Regions from separate parts of the Ovis aries genome. Here region 1 is linked to region 2. Evidence: chromatin contacts called from public Hi-C data. All regions are on one chromosome and are shown on one strand. Each heading gives the region's core, a stretch centred on a gene start, on an enhancer-like site or on the middle of the called end of the contact. The rest is flanking DNA. Distances are from core to core; before and after follow the strand shown.

The links. Hi-C and Micro-C count contacts between places; a contact is called where the count stands out from the background.
Region 1: a Hi-C map of tail adipose tissue shows a contact between it and region 2, with 3 times the contacts expected there. The contact joins the promoter of LOC101121655 here to the promoter of SLC12A9 in region 2. A contact is called at or near these places in 5 of 16 Hi-C or Micro-C datasets (hypothalamus, liver, mesenteric adipose tissue and 2 more).

What each region holds. Positions count from the first base shown.
Region 1 is chr24:36,417,794-36,425,190 of ARS-UI_Ramb_v3.0, forward strand. LOC101121655 (insulin receptor substrate 1-like) reads right to left here and starts at 1,495. Exons shown (of 3, transcript XM_015104235.4): 1 at 888-1,495; 2 at 1-639. The coding sequence starts at 1,278. AGFG2 (ArfGAP with FG repeats 2) reads right to left here. Exons shown (of 12, transcript XM_042240221.1): 11 at 7,122-7,207; 12 at 5,627-6,790. The coding sequence ends at 6,731.
Region 2 is chr24:36,225,986-36,233,309 of ARS-UI_Ramb_v3.0, forward strand. It overlaps SLC12A9 (solute carrier family 12 member 9), which reads right to left and starts at 5,393. Exons shown (of 14, transcript XM_042240197.1): 1 at 5,272-5,393; 2 at 4,300-4,513; 3 at 3,950-4,084; 4 at 3,364-3,495; 5 at 2,436-2,744; 6 at 1,498-1,605; 7 at 1,268-1,379; 8 at 586-743; 9 at 391-473; 10 at 103-227. The coding sequence starts at 4,480.

The DNA of each region.
Region 1 (7,397 bases), core at 245-2,744, 190 kb after region 2:
CTTGGCCGCCCTTCATGGGCTCGTAGTCACTCCCGGCTCCCATTGTTATGTAGCTCCCGCCCCGCTCCAACCTCGCGGTGTTGGAGGCCGCCTCCCCCAGCCTCGCCAGGGTCTCACTCCGGCCATTCCGACGATTCAGCTCGCTTGTTTGGGCCGCGGAGTCTGGGGTCTCATAAGATTGAGGGACAGAGGGTCTGAATGCTCCCGTTGGGGGCTTTCTTGGCAGTGGCTCAGCCCTGCCAACAGCACCACTGTCCCCGATTCGCTTCATGGCGGCCAGGACGGTCTCGTGAATGCTTTGGGCCACCACGGCGTCGGGCGCCTGTAGCCACAGCTCCCCGGGACCCGTGGATGCCGAGCGGCCGAGCTCCAGGAAGAAGAAAGCGTCTGCGTGGCCGCAGCGGCGCACGCTGAGCAGGGACAGGCGCAGGGCCGGCGGCGGAGATGCCCCGGTGGCCCCGGAGCCTCTGCCCCCTGGCTTCCGCAGCAGGCTCAGTACCCCAGAACCCAGGCACAGGCTGTAGCCACCGCTGCCCAGGCCTCGTGCCCGCCCCAGCCCCTTGGGTCGCAGCGTCACAGGCCAGACGTCCTGAAATGGAGCGAGGATCCAGGCCCCGGGGTCCTCGTGGGAACTGGGACCTGAGGAGACAATGGGCTGGTCACCGGGGCTCCGGGCAGGCAGGTTGGAGACACTGTGCCCGGCGGAATGAAAATCCGAAGGTGTAAACCCTTCAGGTTTGGACTTAACTTCGGAGACCCTTGGGAGGGACAGTCTTCGGATAAACCAAGTCCACAAACCTCCCCCCCCCAGGACCCCCGCCCCCGACCCCAACACACACACACACTCCCCCTGCCGCGTCTCCGGCGGCGCGGGGCTGGGGCCTCACCTGCGGCGGCGCGCGCCTCGAGCAGGGCGCTGTACCACGCCTGCTGCTCCGCCTCGCTGGCCGCCGCCACGCCCAGGCTGCGGTCGCGCGTGTACAGGACGATCAGGTGGCGCTGGCGCGCGTCCATGCGCTTGCTGATGGTGCAGGCGCCCCCCAGGCTCACACTGAACTTGGGCGGCGTTCGGCCGGCGCGGAACTTCTTCTCGCTTTCGTAACACTCGAGGCGCGGCGGGTCGGCGCGGAGCACAAAAAAGCGGCGGCGCTGGGACTTCTGCTTCCGCAGGTGGCCGCAGAGCCGCACGTCAGCCGGGCAGACCCAGGGCCGCGGCGGACCCAGGGCCATGGCGGCCGACTCGGCCTCCGGGGTCTTCGTGGGGTCTCCGGGCTTCATTCTTGCCCAAAGCAATCAAGGGGCCGGAGCAAGGGGCTGGGACGGCTGGGAAGGGACTGGCAGAGGCGGGGTAAAAAGTGCGGTCCTCGGGGACGGGGGCTGCGTCCTGACCCGTCTGGATACTCCGCGTCTCTCCTGCTCCCGACTTCGTTTGGCCCCTCGCTGCGCGCAGCATGTGCCCCAGTGGCGCCCGGTAGCCTGAGATACCCAGGGCTCCGACGGCCTCACCTCCTCTCTCCTCCCTCCTAACAGAGATTGCGCCTAAGTCCCCACCCCCGCGAGGTTAACCCTCGCGCGCCCCGGCGGTGGGAGTGGAGTTTGAGTCGGAAAGTCCAGGAGAGGCGGCCTCTGCCTCACCCCATCCCACACCGTGGGGCTGGGCTTTCGCAGGAGCCAGGGAGTGATCTGAGCTGATTGCCAAGAAGGCAGCGAGGGGAGGTGCGTGTGCGGGGAGCCACGTCTGCGGTGAACGCGCTGGTGGGTCCTCGGGGGTGGGCGGACCGCTGAGCCGGGCCACCCTTACAGCGACGCCCGCCACTCCCTACTCCGGCTCTAGGCACCCGGGTCCCCCGCTTCCCACCCATGAATGGCTCTGTTCTCTTCCTTCCCAAGTAATTCTGGGAGCCAGGGCAGCCGAGCTTTGGGCCCTGCGCATTTCAGAGGAGCTAGAGGTTGTTTCTCTGCCGAGTTAGGGCCGATAGCAGGTGTCTTGGGGGGAGTTAACTTCTGGGTTGGTCTGGTGCGGACTATCCCCATCAGGGTCCCAATCAAGTGTCACTGAAGGCGGAAGAGACCCTCTCTCAGGGCCCTTCCCTCTCGCTGCACTAGTGCCCTTGGCCCCTCCCCACCATCACTGTTCAAAAGGAAGGCTGGCCAGGCCAGGGGGAAGCTCTATGTAGACTTGCTGCAGAGGGAAGTGTCCTTTGCCCCTCGCATCCCCAGACGTTTGAAATGGGGCTGCAATTCAGACGTTTTGACACCCCACTTCTGATCCTTCCAAGGACCACCCGCTCAGGCGGGTGATGGCACTGGTCAGTGCACACTCTGTGAGACAAACTGGCAGCTGACACATGGGTGGGGGTCTTAGAGGACCTTACCATATCACTGTTGGGGCAGATTGTTTACCTGAAGTAGGGGAGCTGAGGGTTTGGGAGAGGAAGAGGGTGACTGTAGCCCCTATTAAACGTGGTGCCGTCGGGTGGGGAGGGAGTTATGCCAGCAGGACTGAAGCAAGGCCCCCTGGCTCTTTCCCCCAAGCTAGACCATGGGCCAAGCAAGCCTGAGCAGGGAGGGCTGGGTTCCCACCCACACTCCTCCACTTCCCAGGCATGGAAGGAGGAGTCTGGTCTATGAACTGCAGAAGCCAATAGTGTGATGTGCAGGGAGGCTAGGATCCTTGAATATCTTTAAGGGTTGTGTTGAAAGTGTGATACAGAGTTACCACCTGGCATTGTGAGGATGGGCATCTGCCCAGTGGGCAGGCGATGCTCAAGCCTGCTCCAGGTGCCTCCCGGTGAGCACAGCCTCTCCGCAGGTGCCAGAGAGGTGGTATCTGCAGCTCAGGTGGTACATGGGGGCCAGCTGCAGCCTCCACCTCTGATGGATGTTGTCTAGGGAGAGGCAGGTCTGGTAGATCCTGAAGTGGACATCACAACTGAAGTATGTTCAAGGTCAAGGCATCCAGTGTGGCCTTGACATACGTGCCATGTGTGAAGTGGCAGGGGCACAAAAGACACCTGCAGGACTCTCCGCTTCCTAGTCCTGGTGCTGCCTCAAGAAGCAGGGCACTCACAGGCCCAGGTACCTGCTGTGCACTTGCCTGGAGCCTTTAGTCCCAAGCCTTGATTTGAAGCTACCCCATGGGAGGGTCGGAGAAGGCAATGGCACTCCACTCCAGTACTCTTGCCTGGAGAATCCCATGGACCAAGGAGCCTGGTAGGCTGCAGTCCATGGGGTCACAAAGAGTTGGACATGACTGAGCGACTTCACTTTCACGCATTGGAGAAGAAAGTGGCAAACCACTCCAGTGTTCTTGCCTGGAGAATCCCAGGGACAGGGGAGCCTGGTGGGCTGCCGTCTATGGGGTTGCACAGAGTCGGACACAACTGAGGCGACTTAGCAGCAGCAGCATAGGAGGGTCTCTTCATATCCAGTCCTTCTAATTCCCTACCATCCAGTCCACCTTGCAGCACCCCAGGCCTTGTGCAATCACAGCCATTGTCACAGAGACCAGCTCCAGACCATCTTGTGTCACTGAACCCCTAAATGCTGGTTAAAGACAAAGCAGGAAGTAGCAGGGATAGGAGCATGGGCCCTGGGTGAGCAACCACGGTCCAGTGGGTTGGTCATCAATGCCAGGTGATTTACCCTGCTGGGTACCAGGAAAAGCCCCGAGCCAAACACATGACCTAATAAGTTGCCCCGGCAACAACACTGCCCTTGATTCTACCCAGGCAAGATTTATTTCAGCTGGTTACCCTGGTAACTCGTCTGGCTCCCCCCAGTGACAGGAAGTAACACAACCTCAGCTCTGCTGGGTGAGAATGCCTCCCCCAGCCTGAGGGGGTCCCCCTGTGCATCCCACTGCCAGCTGCAGGGCATCTGAGGGATGGACTCCCACATTCCACATGCCTTGGGAAGACTCACCACAGAGGAGCCTACAGGGAGGAGGCTAGGGCTCTGAGGCTCCCAGCTCCCTCTTGTCCCTTGGGTTCTTGCTCCTCTGTGGAGTGGCATGCAGGGACACCACCACCCGCTTCCTCCATCCTCTCCCCACTGCCAGGGCTCCCAGGCCCCAATACAGCGAGAACGGAGAGCTTGGCAGAAGTCATGGGGACTGGCTCCTGCTTCCTCACCCAGAGAGGCAGCTGCCAGTGACCTGCTGAAGGCTGGGGTCAAGCCAGAGGGCTGTTGCCTGCAGAGCGTGGTCACAGCATTGGCCAGGGGACCATGAGAACTTGGTCAGAAGCCCAGCGGCAGCCTGGGGGGAGTCCTTGCAGCCCCACACTGTGGGTTCATCCTGGCAACCACCAGGCTGGGCCTGCAGGGAGACCCTGGAGGATGGGGCAGGGAGAACACAGCCCAGTCATTATCACGTCAGGCATTCTTCCATCCTGGCTGCCTCCTTGGAGAGAGGGCGCCAGTGGAGGCAGTGCTAGGGCTGTTCTGCAGTCCTGGGCCGGGCCTGTGCCTGGGGAACTCTTGACTTTTCTCCCCTGGAGTTGGATGCTGACCCAGGGTTACTTCTCTGGTCATCCTGCCCTGGCAAGTGAGCTGGCTGGGGTCCATGTCGGACAGAGTGGCTGGGAGGCGTGGACGGGGACTGCAGGGAGGTCCTGGGCCCAGGCACCAAGCAGTTGAGATCCCTCTGGGAAACAGCAGAAGTGTGGCTGAAACAGTAAGAGGCACTGTGGCTCGTGATCCTTTAAATCTCGCCTCTAACCTCAGTGTTCTTGGTTGGGAAAGGAGTGAGGGGAGCTGGGGAACAGGAAGAAAAGGCTTCCCTACTGCCCCCATGCAGATTTCAGCTTCCCACCCCTCGCAGGCTCTGAGCAGGGAATGGGAAAGAGAGAGAGAAGGGGAGAGCTGTTGTTTAGTTGCTTAGTCATGTCCACCTCGTTGCAACCCCGTGGACTGTAGCCTGCCAGGCTTCTTTCCATGGAATTTCCCAGGCAGGAACACTGCAGTGGGTTGCCATGGAGTACCCAGGGGTAAAAAAGATGGTGGTCCACTCTTGGAGCACCACCAGGAGATGGAAGGAGGGTAGAGGCTAGAGAAGGGGAAGACACATGACACGATGGAGACTGGGCCCTGGGGAAGTGGGAAGGCCAAACCTGGCTGGGCGAAGAGCAGCAGCTAAAGGTATTTACAAAAAAAATCTTCAAAGTAAATCAGTGATAACACTGTCCCCGCCTCTCCTTGCTGCCAGGTTGTTAAAGGTCACTGAGTGGAAAGACCCAGAGAAATCCCAAGAAAGGACAGCTGAAGGGTCAGGGTTCCTGGGCAGTGGGTGGGGAGCTGCACCCAGCCCTGGGCCTCTCCTTCACCAGGTGCGGTGTTTAACCCAAGCCATGTTTTGTTACCACACAAACAGCCCAGACACGTGAGTATTGACAAAACACCCTCAGGTGGCGAGGGTCTGGGTAGGGTCTGAGGATGCCCCTGACCCAGGAGTGCTGGATTTTGATGACCCCCCCACCCCCTCCAGCTCGCTCCATTGCCAAAACTGGACTGCAGTTCAGGCAGGGGCTGGCTGTGTCCTTGGCCAACAGCAGCATCGTCAGCAACCCAGGCAGTCACGTTGACTGACACGTGGACCCTGAGGCTGGCCCAAAGCAAGACCACGAGAGACATAGATATATATATTTTTTAAATGCAGTTCTTTCCCAACATTGCCCGCAACAGCTTTGGTGCAGAGATTTGGGGGGTAGGGAAGGGGGGGAGGCACGTGGGGGAAAAAAAGGGAAAAAAAAAACACCCAGCCAATTGCACAAAGCCTTTTCCTGAAAAAGCTCAGGCCCTGGGGTGGTCAGGACATGTGGCTCCCTCCCCCAGCCCCTGGAGCTCCCGAGTTGCAGTCGAGGCCCAGATGGGGGTTCATCCCATTCCTGTGTGGAAGAGCTGTCTGGGAGGGGAGAATGGCTGTGTGTGGATACGTGTGTGTGCATATATATAGACAGATATATAATTAGCTATATTAGAAAATTCTCTATGTATAAATATAAAACACTGGTATCCAAACATGACACCACAGCTAACTAAAGTGCTTGACGGCAGTTGGGCATGTGTAAGTCTGTAGGTGAAATGATTCATCCTAAGTGCCCAGGACGTGGCAGGAAGCTGGGGAAGCGAGAACATGGAGAAAGGGGTGCTGGCCTGAGCCAGGGCACACTGGTCCCCCAGGGCCTCCTCGGCCTGTCTGATCACCATTCTGCGCCTCACCCCCCACCTTTGCCCTGCTTTCCCCACAGTGCCTCCGAGCACGAGGAGAACAGCATCAGCAAGCTGGGCACTGGGGAGTTGTTCCCACAGGGGAGCGCTGGTCAGCCTATGCCCATGGCTTCCTCCCCTGACAGGGTTCAGAGTGAAGGGAGCGCTAAGGGCAAGAGAGGAAGACTACTGTCATCATTGTTAATAATTTGAAAAATAAAACACCACGGCTCCTCTAGGCCTGGCTCTGTCATCTCACCTCTGGGCCCCCCCGACCCCCCGCTGCCTGGGTGGGGGCTGGAGGAGGAAGGGAAGGAGACCTGGGGGGGCGGCTGACCTGGGAAGCTGTCTTTTTATCTGCAAGCCCCAAGCAAAGCATTAGCGGCTCCGCCACCCTCAGCCCCCTACCCTGCAAAACAAGACCCATCTGGTCTCAGATCCACAGAAATGCCACAGGCAAGTGGTCGTCAGAACTCCAGGGAGTAGAGGGGCCCCAGAGAGCAGGCCCCCCTAGGACACAGTGCTACAAGAATGGGTTGGTGGTCGAAGGTTTGGCGGCAAATGGGCTTGATGAGGATCCAGTCTGGAAAGAAAGAACAACCGCAAATTGTTAAATTACGGAGGATGAGCTGGAGGCCACAGAGGACGTGTGGCTCAGGACTCCTTTCTCCTTCAAAATGACTGTGTGGAGGGAAGAGGGCAAATGAGGGAGCTAGGAGGCCCATAGAGGGCATGGGGAGGGTGGATGAAGTCAGGGCTGAGGATCCCTGGCTGGGCCAAGCAGAGTCTCACAAGGAACGGGCATGCGTCCTGCCCCACATCACCCTCTTCTCCTGGAAGGATTCCGTCCCCAGCCCCCAGGGTTAAAGGCCACGCGTCCTTACAAGGCCCGGACCCTGCCCTGGCGCGCTCACCATGAAGGGGTTGGTGGAGATGCCGGCTGGCTGACTCAGTGGCCTCTGCCCCAGCTTGGCGGATCCCAAGTCTCCAAAGGAAGAGCCTGGGAGGCAAGAGCAAAAATTCAGCTGACGGGAGCCCTGCCGCTCAGGCGGGTACTGCCCAGCTCGCCTGTCTCCCTGCTGGGCAGGCCCAGCTACAACCCAAGGCAGGGGCCCAGCAGGCTCTTCTCCAAAGTGGGGAATAAACATGTGGAACAATCAGAGGACACAAGCAGGTCTGCTGCTTCCCTG
Region 2 (7,324 bases), core at 4,143-6,642:
CAGGCCTTCCCGCCGCCTTCCCACCATCTTCCCGCTGCCTTCCCACCATCTTCCCGCCGTTACTCCCACCCTTCCTCTGGGGACACAGGCAGCTCCTCTCACCGGAAGTTGGGAGCAGAGGCCCATTCCAGGCTCAGGCAGGACAAGTCCACGGCGGCGTAGGCCACCAAGTAGAAGACGGTGACCACGGCGGCCAGCGTGTTCAGCTTTCCGGCCAGGAGCACCAGCTGGACGAGGACCGAAAGGCTGGGCGCTCGTTCCCGCCCTCCCTAGACGCCAACACATCTGCCGCCTTGGGCACGTCTCCCCGCACGCATGCCCAACCCTCCCCGTCCCAGGAGTGTGACCGGAGGGGCTGAGGGTGAGGGCAGCTTGAGGAGGCAGGCTTACCTGCACGAGGCCCCAGGAATACAGCACAGCCCCCCAGGGGTTCCCCCCTCGGGATACCACCTTGGCCGGCGCCAGGACCACTCCTGTGCAAACAGAAAGGCGGCAAGCAGAAAGGTGAGCCGGAGGCCGAGCAGGGGACAGAGACAGGCACAGGAAGGTGTGCTCGGAGCCTCGCGCCAGGCAGGGGAAGCCCACCGAAGAGGTCGTCCTGGGCCAGGGCGTGCAGGATGCGGGAGGCGCCAATGAGGGAGCTCATGGAGGCGGAGAGCGACGTGGCGTAGATCCCGACCAGCACCAGCGGGGGCCACAGGCTGATGGCTCGGAAGAAGCCGTAGTCCTCTTGCAGCAGCACCCTGCAGGCACGGAGAGGGGAAAAGGCCGGAAATCAAGGTGCGTCCACCCCCAGGGGCCTGGTGAGAATGGTGCTCTCAACACCAGGTGGGTTCAGAGCTGGGTGTTTTGGACTGGACCCCAGCCCTGACCTCAAAGATCATACTGATAGACGGAGTGGGCCTGGGGGTCAGACTGGGCGTTCTACTGGTTGTCATTGGGCTCCTGTGGATTTCACCACAGGGTGGACATTCCCAACGGTATAGGCACAAGAGGCCACATATTTATAGAGCCACGAACTGACTGGCAAGCCCCACCCCCAGGCCACGTGTCAGCACCAGGCAGGAAGCAAACGCTGGCTTCTGGTGGGCCCTTACCATGGCGCAAGCCCTCCCCATTTCAGGCATCAGCTCCGACTCACTGCCCATTTTCCACGCACCCCAACCATGTGGGCCTCTCCCACCAGCACCCCCAGCCAGCGCTTTACTTGGTGAACCAGGTGTGACAACTCCGTCCCTGCACCCCACTCTGCCCCGTGCCCAGGCACCTGTCACACGTGAAGCTGGAGAGGAAGAAAAGCAGGATGTAGATGAAGAAAGTATAGGCAACAGCAACGATCGTGCCCAGAGGAATGGCCCGGCTGGGGTCTTTCAGCTCCCCTGGAGGGAAGGGAGCAGAGGGGGAAGGTCCTCCACCAGCCCCCGCATCCCTGAGCCCCCGCAGCACCTTGTAGGGGCACCAGGTGGCAAGGCAGCCCCCTCCCCCAGGGACACTCACCTGACATGTTGGCCCCAGCCATGATGCCCGTGCAGCCGTTAAAAAGAACAGCAAAGACGCTGGCGAAGGTCATCATGGCCCCCGTGGTGTAGTCCTTGGCGTAGCCAGCTGAGGAGAAGGGATTATTCCCAGGGACCAAAGGGTGTCAGCATCCCTCCTAGGGATCCAGGCATTTTGGCCCTGCCTCCCTCCCCTCCTATTCTAAAACACACCCCCTGCCTCCCTGCCACCCTGACCAGCTCGCCAAGACCCCAGCCCTGACCCCTGTCTCTGGCTTGAGCTCAGCTGACTTCATCTCCTCCTTCTCCCGCATGCACCTCTGTTCTTCCCTCAACACCTTCATCCACGCTTTTTCCTAGCTGCCTTTCCTCACCCTCCTATCTGAATTTTCCATCCCCTGGGATTTCCCTGCTGGTCCAGTGGCTAGGACTCCAAGCACCCAATACAGCGGGCCCGGATTCAATCCTTGGTCAAGGAACTAGATCTCACATCCCACAAGTAAGACCCAGCACAGCAAAACAGACAAAAAGGAATGTCCCAGCCCCACTCAGGCCACTTCTAGCTCCACCGGCTTTCCTGACCCCCTTCCCACCCAGCCCATACCCAGGTCTCCCTCCTCTGGACTCCTCTGTGATTCTTATCTCCTTGAATCACACCCCATCCTAATATGCAATTTGTTTCCTAAACGTACATCTTATCTCTCTCTGATTAAACAAGTTCCTCTAAGGCAGAGATTGTCTCACGGTCATTCTTGCTGGGCCAAACACACAGTGGCCAACACATGCCCAACAGATTCTAATCAACCTGCGCTGCTGCAGGTCCAGTCTCTCACCACTGATGATCTCTGACATCTGTTCTCATCCAGAGATTCCAAGCCACCCCCACCACAGGCTCACCCCTCACCCTGAGAACCCCCAGGACCCCTGCACCCAGCTCACCATCCAGATTCGCCTTCAGGGTGCTGCTGTTGAAGCCAGTGAAGTGGCCGACCTGGGGCGGCAGGGAGGAGCCATTGGGGCCAGGCCGAGGGGCCAATGGGATGTCCCTGGGCCCCACAGCCACAAAGCTGACCAGCACGGAGGCCAGGGAACCGGAGACCAGCAGGAATGTGAGGAAGGAGGCCCGGGCGTAGAGGCCGGCCCCCAGGGTACAGACCCCGCCCACCAGGCCCAGCAGCAGGGAACCATAGAGCAGGCTCCAGCCGTAGCCCTGGGGCAGAACCCGGAGGCCACTGGACCCCGAGGCATCTGCAGAGAGGAAGGAACAGTTAGATGCCCACGCCTCCAAGGAGGGACCCCAGTCATGACTCAGAGCAGGCAGAGACCCCATCTTTGGCCCACTTGTCCTCAGAAAGGCCATCTTTCCCACTCCCCCACCCAACTGGACTCCACTGGTGGCTCAGACAGTAACAAATCCACCTGTAATGCAAGAGACCTGGGTTTGATCCCTGGGTCAGGAAGATCCCCTGGAGGAGGGCATGGCAACCCACTCTAGTAATCCCCATGGACAGAGGAGCCTGGCAGGCTACAGTCCACAGGGTCGCAAAGAGTCAGACATGACTGAGAGACTAACACTTCACCCAACTGTACTCCAGCATCCTAGCCCTCCGCGGGCGGTGCCAGCAGTCTTGCTTTGTCAATTTTCAGATTGTCAGCCTGCCGTCCCCCCCCCCCCGCCCCCCGACTAGATGGTGAGCTCCTCGTGGGCTAGCACATTCTCTAGGATGTCTGCATGAGGCTGGGCACACAGCAGGCACTCAAGAAAGTGCGTCTCTCCCAGGAGAGGGCTTCTCCCCTTGCTGTGATCCCTGAATCCCTGACCCTGCAAATCCTCGGGGCCACCCAGACCAGAGTGGGGCGCACAGACCAGCCCCGAAGACGTCAAGTATGGCCTCCACCAGCCCCAGCAGGGAGACGGCGCAGCCACAGACATTAGCCAGGTAGAACATCAGGCCGATGCTGCCGCCAACCTCAGGCCCCAGAGTCCGACTGATCATGACTGAAAGTGGAAGTAGGGGGTGAGTGTTAAGGGAAAAGAAACTGAACCGGAATGGGAGGCAGGGCCCAGCCACAAAGCACCGAGCAGCTGGCCCTCCAGGCCTTGTCTCCCTGAACACACGGAACTGTTCCCACACGTGGTGTGTCCCCGTGTGGCCACTCCCGAGCCACGTGGCTTTGTCCAAGTCACTAGCGCTCTTGAATGTCCTTGCTCATAAGATGAAGATTATCTGACGGGACTGTTAGAGCTAAAATGGCAGCCACGGAGACACCTGGGGGACTCAACGACAGGGGCTCTACCGTGTAGGGCCACGCTGGTGACCTTCTCCATGCCAACCTGTCCACTGGATGTTCATTAGAACTGGCCTGCCCCCCAGGAGATGCAGGGAGGGGCCCTCTCCTCCCCGCTTAAGACAGAAGAGCCCAGACCTCCGTCCACCAACGGTTGAGGATACAGTAGGCTCCGCCCCCTCGCACAGCTCCGTTGGTGGCGATGGCACAGACGGAGAGCACGGTGAGGGCCAGGATGACGTAGGCAACCAGGAGCATGGCCAAAGCCTGAAGCAGACCAGCATGACCCACCACAAACCCTGGGACAGGAGTGGCAAAGCAGGTCAGACGGCGGCTCACCCCTCCCGCCCCTCCCATCCCTCCCACCCCGACCGGTCATCAGTTACCTCAGGGTAGAGCTAAGCCCAAGGCCCCTGGGGGCCCCTCCCCCAAGCCCTTCATTCACCAGCTTCTCCCAGGGCCCTTCCCCAACCTCATTCCAGTCCCACCCTCGAGTAAACCAGCGCCAACTCACCAATCCTCAAGAAAACCACTATACTGAACATGGACAGGACCGTGGGCACCACCACACCCAGGAAGGTGGAGAGTTTCCGGGCCGGTGCCCCTCCAGGACCTCCGGCCCCATTGGCAGGGAAGGAAACCCCCTCCTCCCCCAGGAGCCGGTAGGCCAGCAGAGGAGAGTTCTCACTGGCCATGGTCCAGAGGAAGCTACCAACGGGTTACAAGGCCTGCAAAGAGTTTGCTGAGTGAAAGCAGCTCTGTGGAGACCCCACAAAACACCTCTAATCAAACACCCAGAAACTGCCTCCAAAAGGAAACACACACACACACTCACACGTTCACCAGCAACTCCAAGAGTTAATGGGGGGGGGGGCGAGGGGCGGGGAGCAGGCTGACTCTGGCCACTGCCCCACCAATGCAGGCTCCAAGCCTCAGGACTGGGTACGAAGGCCCCTCCCAGCTCCTGGGGCCACCCCTTTCCCCCATATCCCTGAGAGGAGGGATGGCAGCAGCTCTGGAAAGGTGCAAAGATCCTCCACCTCCTTAACTAGCAGCACAAGAGGAAGCAAATCCCTCAAAGGGGAAGTGAGTTATGGACAGGAGGCCCTCCTCACCCCGGGGTCCTGAGCTGCCCCCCAAGATCCTCCATGCAATCACCTCATCCCCGGGCAATAGGAAACTTCTCAATCTTCCAAAGCCCCGCCCTCCATCAACCCTCTTCCCTCAGCCCATCTCAGACAGCCTCCTCTCTCTTTAACCTCACCAGATTCCTCCCACCCACACAAGGCATCCCCCAAACTCTACCGTCCCCGCCACTCCCCGACGACCAAAACAAAAACATCATCGCCGGCCGCACAAGGTGGTCCTCCTTCCTGCACCGGTTCCTCCCCACTTTCTCCCCGGGGCGGGTTGGAGCGGGCCGAGATTCGCTTCTCCCCGACCAGGCGCACTCTCACAGCCCGGGTGTGGCAGCGCGCTCACTTACCCACTGGAGGACGCAGTCGCTCGGGGGTGATCCCCGACAGCGGGAGGGGTCTGCTACTGGCTGAGGGGGCGCGGGGGCCGGAAAAGACAGCTGCGGCTACCGGGATGCCAGGCCCGGAGCCTGCCCCCCACCCGCACACACGCGCCCCATTGGTCCCCGGGCCCGGCCCCGCCCCCTGGGCGCGCCCGGGGGAAGCCCCGCCCCACCGGGCTCACGCTGGCAGCGCGGCTCCCCACCCCACGTGCGATCGGGGTGCAGCCAGGGGTAGCCCCTCAGACGCACGTCTCCGGCACGGCGTTGGCCACAGCTCCCACTGCACCCATCACCCTGGTGCAAACGAGCGCCCGCCGCGTGGGCGGGACCCCACTCGGAGCTGGGCGGTGACGCTGCTGAAAGGGGCGTGTCCTGACGGCGAAAGGCCTCCGGCAGGTGGGCGGGGCCACGAAACCTGGCCCAGGTGCGCCGCTCGGAAGGCTGGGCCCTGTCGGCCTACGCCTTAAGGGGTCCGCCTCTTCCAGCCTCCCGGATCCCGGTCCAGTGCACCACGTTCCAGCCCCAGCCCTCACCCCTGCGGCGCCCTCCCCTAGCGCCGGGTCCAGCCCACCGGCTGCTCTCCTCGCTTCCACCACCTGAGGGCGCCATTGGCTGCCGATCCGGGCCCTGGAGGCGCTGGCCTTGGTTGGTTCAGTCTCGTTCCCCGCCCGCTCTCGTGGTTCCCAGCAAGGTTGCCCCCTCCAGCAATGATTACAGGACTTGTGAACCTTCAGGAGTCAGGATTCCCCTCCTAACTCTTTAAGGCCTTCCCAGGTGGCTCAGCGATATAGAATCCGCCTGCAATGCAGGAGAGGGAGACGCGGATTCAATCCCTGGGACGGGAAGATCCCCTGGAGAAAGAAATGGAAGATTCCCTGTAGATGAAAATGGCAACCCACTCCAGTATTCTTGCTGGGGAAATCCCATGGACAAGAAAAGCCTGGCAGGCTGCAGTCCGTGGGCTTGCAAGAGTCAGACACCACTTAGTGACTAAACCACCACCGCCCACCTTAACTCTTGACAGGTATGGTCAACATTGGCACTACCTGGTGACATCCCATTCGTCCACTGTAGATAGACCCTCCTGCATAAGGTTGCTGTGCGAGTTCAATAAACTTGAATAGGCACTTGAGAACAATACTGAAATGCTCAATAAACTATCTGCATACCATACTGTATTAAATATGCATAAGCACTTTGTGAGGTGGATCCTGCTGTGACTTCCATTTTTCACAATAGGAAATTGAAGCTTGGAGAACTTCAGTAATAATTTCCTAACTTTCATAGAGGCCTTTGTGGTTACACTGTCATTTGAGCCTCAGGAAATGAACACTGCTTTTCCTGCCACTGGGCTTTGGCTGTAAATTAGCTGTAACGTTTCCCTAAGAGAGGAAGAGATTCAAACCGGTGCGAATGTGGCTTTGCCAGGGAGCGGTCTCTCGAGTAGTAAATGCATTTTCATCAGTCATCCCTGCTACCCACGACACAGAGCTTGACTCCAGGGTCTCTCTCACATCCCTCCTATTACAATTTTTGGTGATTTCAATATCCGCATTGATGAGACCTCCAACACTCTAGGCTGGCACTTGCTTAAACTCCACTTCTGCATAGATCTCACTCTCCATCCCACCCAATGGTAATGCCTAGACTTTATCATTACCAATAACTGGATCCTTTCCTCTGTTAGTCCATCACTTCTAGTTATGCCTGTTGAGGAAAAATATTAATCTGACACTTAGTAAAACAGTAGGAAAGACTTTATTCAGGGCTACTGCAATAGGTATCAAGACACAGAAGGGGAGAAAGAATGTGCTCAACTCGAAACAGAGCAGAGAAACCTGGGGATTTATAGTCAACTAGCAGAATGAGGGGGTCAGTGGATGGAAAATTACTAAGAAGCAGCACCAAGCATAGGGGAATTCTAGCTAAAGAGGCTTAACAGGATCCTTGCTGAAGGAAGGCCAGGGTGATCAATTATGAAGGATGGATGGATTCTCTCTGAACTGGGCTAGACATGCCC